Linked DNA regions of Callithrix jacchus: region 2 is linked to region 1. Evidence: chromatin contacts called from public Hi-C data. All regions are on one chromosome and are shown on one strand. The core of a region is the stretch at or near the end of the contact, and the rest is flanking DNA. Distances in the headings are between cores, read along the strand shown. Region 1 holds the start of PHYHIPL (phytanoyl-CoA 2-hydroxylase interacting protein like). Region 2 overlaps LOC128929302.

Region 1 (2,741 bases), core at 145-2,644:
GTATTAGTATCTGTACATAACTTTGGTTCAAAAATGCTTTGCAGTCATTACCTACATATACAGTTAATTTCTTTTACAGTCAAAAAGTATTCGGGGCTCTCTTGACAACATGTACACTGTGTTTCCTTTGTCAGATGTAGAATTTTACAATTATTAGGCCAACCAATTACTAATAAGACGATTTCTTTACAAATGAAGTTTTATTTCACATTACTGATATAGCAGACTCTAACTAGTCCAACTAACCCAGAAGCACTGTAACTAACCACACTGCACAGAGCACTAGCTTATGTATTCAACGCTCAGACCTGTGTTCAATCAATTTCCTCCTTCAGAAGCCTGCCAACTTTAACAACAGAATAAACGATATCATATCAACACGCAATTGTACATACTGGCCACATAGTCTGAATCACAGCACATACATTAGGTCAAACAGATTTTCGACAGTCTGAATCAGAGCCCAGAAAACACGAAGGTTGTGTCTGTCCTTGGTGCTGAAATGCACTGTTTTTCTGCTCCCTCAATGAAAAACCGTCATCCTAATCCCAATCTGAGAGGCTAAAAAGACTAGTTAATTTGGGGAGTCTGACGATGCGAGGTTTAAGAAAGAAAATGATAAGTTTCTGGAGGAGAATAGTAACTTGTGTGTGTGTGTTGGAGGAAGGGGGTTGCTAGAAACATCCCGAGGGCATTTCCCCTTCAGTGCCCGGAGACCCAGGAAATCCGGACTGCGGCAAAGATCGGAAACGCCTCGTCGGGGCAGGAGCCGCGACGGGAACGTTGCCCTCGCCCGGGTCAGGCGGTGAGGGCGGGGAAGGGCGCCACGGTGGTGGACGGCTACTTTCCGCCCTAAGGCGTGAGCCCTGGGGTCCTTTTGTTTCTGGGGTGAGGGGAGGACGGTGGGCGGAGGGTAACCAACATCTGCATTTATTTCCACAGAGGGGACAACAAAAGACCCTGTCGCCCTGGCAAGCGGCGTCGGCAGAGCCAGAGTAGCCCCGGCGCCTCGGGGTGGACTCGGTCCCTTCCCTCGCGGTCTCGGCCGCTCTTACCGTCCCGGTCGCATAGCTGAATGGCCTCCAGGCTGAGGTTTTTGATCACCTCCTCACAGGGGCTGGTGGGGCTGTTGAGGGCATGATCCAGGCGCGGTACCTCCATTTTTCCAACCCCCTTCTCAAGCCCGCCTGCTTCGTATCCAGGCTCTCTTTGCCGGCCCGGTGGGCAAGAAGGGCGGGAAAGGGAGGGGGAGTGGCAGAAGGAGGGAAGGACGCCTGGGACGCGGTGATGCAGCGCCGGGGCTGAGGCACGGGTCTGGAGAGCCGCCGCGAAGGCGACGGCTGTGGCAGGAGCTCCGGGGAGTGTGCGGCTTTGAGAGACCGAGCAGGAAACGGCGCGAGGACTGGAGGCGCGCGCTCCCGGCGGGGAGGGGACGCAGCGCGCGGGGAACGTGAGGAAGAGGGCACGACGCGCGCGCACGCGCGCGGGAGGACGCGCCCACCTGCTGGCGCGCGGCGGTCCCTCCCCCGCCCTTCTGCGCGCACGCGCCCCCACCTGCCCTCGAGCCACGGCCGAGGCAACCTCGCGCGTGACGCGTCGGGCGACTGAGCCCGTGAGAACTGCTGCGGGAGCTGTACGCAGCGCGGCTGCCTCGCCCTCCTTCCTGATGGTGGCGACTTAGTGTCTTCTGTTTGTTCTCGGTGTCTGGCTAAGCCCGAGTTGGCCCTGAGGGGTCTGCACGAGGAGGCGAGGGCGAGCAGGTTAGTTATTTTTCAAGAACAGGAAAATAAGGGCCCAGACTCTTTGGACTTTTTGTATGGTATTGGGGTGTGGGACCCACCTTCTCCCCTGAAAATCCTGGGATACTCGCTGCCCGCACCCTGTGGGCTCTGCCAGACATTCCTCGGAAACAGCTGCGTCTGTGGGAGAAATCAGCGGATTACCTGAGGCGTAGAGGGGTTTGGAGACAGCCTTTTGCCGTCCCTCGACCCTGAAGCGGGGCAAACGTGGGAACTCCTTACTGCCAGAAAGGTGAGGGAATGAGGAGATGCAGCAAGCCTGCTGAAAAGGCGGCAGACATGCTGCGGGGCCAACAGCCACCGGACCAATAGCTAGTAGCCTACCTTCACCCTGTAGCTTCATTCATTCATGCATTTAGCGAATAAGTATTCAGTGCTCACCCTGTGCCATTGTTCTGGGCGCTAATGAAGGGAGGATAAACAGCACCAACTCCCACGGATTTGGAAGGAATCTTTGCTACAATAGATAATGAAGATTGACTTGGGCTTCCTCAGTTACCCTAAACTTGTATCCCCGCTGCTTTTAAGTGCATTTAAGATTCTGCAGTGCGCTTAGTGGATGTGCAGACATTTTAAAAATAAAATAGAGGTCACAGCCCATGGACCTCTGTTCCCATTTGCTTCTTTGGAATAGTATTTAGTTTTGTTGCTATCTCGGGATCAAAACATAGTGTCCCCTTTTCTTAATGTGCTTGTAAATTAATATAAGTTCACTTTTATTGATTTTTCAGTTTCAAACATAAATGTTAATCAAGAAGTAACAGCTTACCCTTACATGGCTGTATGCTACCCTTTCTAGTCACATCCATTTAGCCATAACATGATGAGGTCTGGTTAATTGAAGCTTCCGTAAATGAAAGGACCAGCTTAAAGTAAAATAAGCCTGTGAAAAATCTTGACATAACTGAAGTTTCATAATTTGGTGAAAGGTAATTAGGTATC
Region 2 (2,741 bases), core at 138-2,637, 210 kb after region 1:
GGGTTTCATACTTCTGGTGTCTTACATGACTCCTCCTGATTCTTCCTTTAGAACAGGCTGTCCATGTATGCAGTAGCCTGCTAGCACCTGGGTGGAGAACATGCACAGTGTGTTTACTAGAGTTGTACGCATGTTCACTTGATCTGTTCTTCCCTTACCAGTCTAGCATTCCTAGAAGATTATATAAGTTAAACTGCCATTTTGCCTCTTCACATGCATGTTTGAGCCCACCTACCAAACTCCTGAAATCTTGAGAAAGTGCCACTCACTGGTTTTGGGTTTTTTCTGTTGGGAAACTGTCCTTCCCAGGCGCCAGTTATGACAAATTATCTTAGTTAACAGCCTGACCATCACCTGATGGTCACCTGACATTCCATTCCTCGTGTGTGTATGTGGGCCGAGGTGAGCCCTCTCCTGCCCTGCTCATGCCTGAATAGATACCTACTGAAATCTCGAAGGCCCTCATTCCAGAGGGGTTCTGTCCCATACCTGGGAAGGATGAGTGCTGCAGAGGCCAAGAGGAATCTGAACAGACAGGCCATTCTTGGTTCTCCACCTGAGCCTTACTAGCATTAGATCATACCCTTTTTTGCTGGAGCAAATTTCTACATAGCTTTCTATTCAACAAACCTAAGCATAAAGTTTTCTCGGCCAGGCGTGGTGGCTCATGCTTGTAATACCAGCACTTTGGGAGGCTAAGGTGGCCAGATCACAAAGTCATGAGTTTGATACCAGCCTGACCAACATGGTTGAAACCATGTCTCTACTAAAAATAAAAAAATTAGCTAGGCGTGGTTATGCTTGCCTGTAGTCCCAGCTACTCGGGAGGCTGCAGCAGGAGAACCACTTGAATCCAGGAGGCAGAGGTTGCGTTGAGCCAAGATCATGCCACTGCACTCCAGCCTGGGCAAAGAGCAAGACACCATCTCAAAAAAAAAAATCAGTTCTCTGGGTCTTTGGGTCTTCCTTTTTAAAGCTTCCTGTAATGTAAAACTTTGATTAAATTTATTTTCTCTTGTTAATCTTTTGTTAGAAGTGTTAGCTGTGACCCTTATGGCCGAGGAAAGTTTTACTCCTGCAACTTCCCAGTCAAAATGAGCCCATTCTTTTATTGTTGTACCATGCTTCTTTACTCACCAGGATACCTGCTAACTAATCTGATAAAAAATCACCCTTAACATCATGGAGAAATCGAGACTTCTATGAAATCTGTGTTCTCCTTTGCACAGTCTATAGCCTCCCCCCACCCCCATGAAATCTGGTTTCCTCATCTTGGACCATTCCCTTCCTGCGTCAATGCCATAGTGATTCCAGCTGCTTTTAGCTTCTATACTGCTCTTTCCCCTCTTTCCCTACGTAGTTTCACACCTGTTTCTACTGCCTGAACCACTTCTCTCCCCAACTAATTTCCTGTCTGTTAAGCCAGCCCTGTCATTCTCATACCTCCAGTACTTCGTGGGGAAGTTATTCCTGTCACTCCTCCAGCATCCACGTTACATTGCCTAGTATGTACTTCTCAGACTTGCACCACAGTGACAACTACTCGTTCAGTGACTATTCCATTCCCCTGGGGGATGAGATTACTGAGTGCAGCGACTGTCTCTTCTGTTTCTCTCTATCACTGAGACCAAGATCTGGAGCACTGAACATCAGACAAATCGCTTTTGAATGAATTAATGGGAGTGAGGGAGGGAAGAAATGTATGGTTTGCTCCAATGGATATATTGCCTTTCCAAGCACAGTTTAAAAGATGGCATTTGGGCAAGTATGGAGTCTTCATCAAGTTTCAATAGAGACAAAGAACTTTGCCTAGAAGTCTGAGCCTACTGGTTAAGAACATTTTTTAAAAATCATTAAATTGTACCTACCTTGACAATGTGACTAGTATCAGTGTATCAATTTCAGACTCTAATGCGAGTCTGCCATCTACTGGTGCTGTGGGGTAGTACTATGAAACCTGACAAACATTTTCATTTTCTCTGGAATCTTCTGGGTTCCAGAAGCTAGGAGGGGCATATAGATTTCAACACGTCCAACCATTTCATTTTACCCAAAGGGAAACCATTTCCCACAGGGCCTAAATGACCACCCTGGGCCATACAGCTAATGGGTGGAAGGGTGGACTCTAACCTAGGCCTCCTGACAAAATCGGCCTTTTTGTTCTTATTCTTAATAGCAATTCTGGATGCTAACTGAAGTACATCTGGTCAACAGTGTTGACCTTGACTTTTTCCAAAAGGAAATGAAAGAATTGAGACTTGTTCAAGTTTACATGCCTGGAATCTCTTACCCCCTTGTATGAAGCTCATCACATCCCAGAAAACATATCTGCTTTCTGTCCAAGGATTTCCTGGATCTGAAAACAGCTGTACAGGATTGTGAGGGAAAGATTAGATTCATAAAACTTGGAATTTCGCACCAAAAAGTTAGGCAAAGATGTGGTGCAAGACATGCGCTGCCTGCCATTAAATTATACGCCATCAGCAAGATTCTGAGGGATTTGAAGCACCAGACGTCTGTGTTCTGAAAAGCCATGATCTTTCATGGAAAAACTGACAAACGGAAAGAACTAGGAACTGCCATCCTAATAAGAATTGACAGGATCAGTGTAGAGCCTTCCAGAAAGGCCTCCTCTGAATCTGGTAGAATTGGCTAGAGAAGCACTAGGTTTTCCAATAGACACATTCTTAAAAAATTTTTTTAGCTACCCCAAGGGACTAGATTTAACCACAGTTGTCATT

The links. A called contact is a pair of places that touch in the nucleus more often than the background predicts.
Region 2: a contact with region 1 is called in a Hi-C map of induced pluripotent stem cells, with 4 times the contacts expected there. The contact joins the enhancer-like site here to the promoter of PHYHIPL in region 1. A contact is called at or near these places in 3 of 3 Hi-C or Micro-C datasets (induced pluripotent stem cells and skeletal muscle).

The regions. Positions count from the first base shown.
Region 1 is chr12:71,336,249-71,338,989 of calJac240_pri, forward strand. PHYHIPL (phytanoyl-CoA 2-hydroxylase interacting protein like) reads right to left here and starts at 1,395. Exons shown (of 5, transcript XM_002756345.6): 1 at 1,056-1,395. The coding sequence starts at 1,161. It overlaps LOC128929302, which reads left to right and starts at 1,529. Exons shown (of 11, transcript XR_013524975.1): 1 at 1,529-2,031.
Region 2 is chr12:71,544,859-71,547,599 of calJac240_pri, forward strand. All of the region lies in intron 3 of LOC128929302, which reads left to right. Among named protein-coding and RNA genes, the nearest start is that of PHYHIPL, 210 kb to the left of the region's middle. Within about 2 kb of position 1,388, at least 2 of the 16 cell types and tissues checked have an H3K27ac peak or open chromatin away from gene starts, as enhancers often do.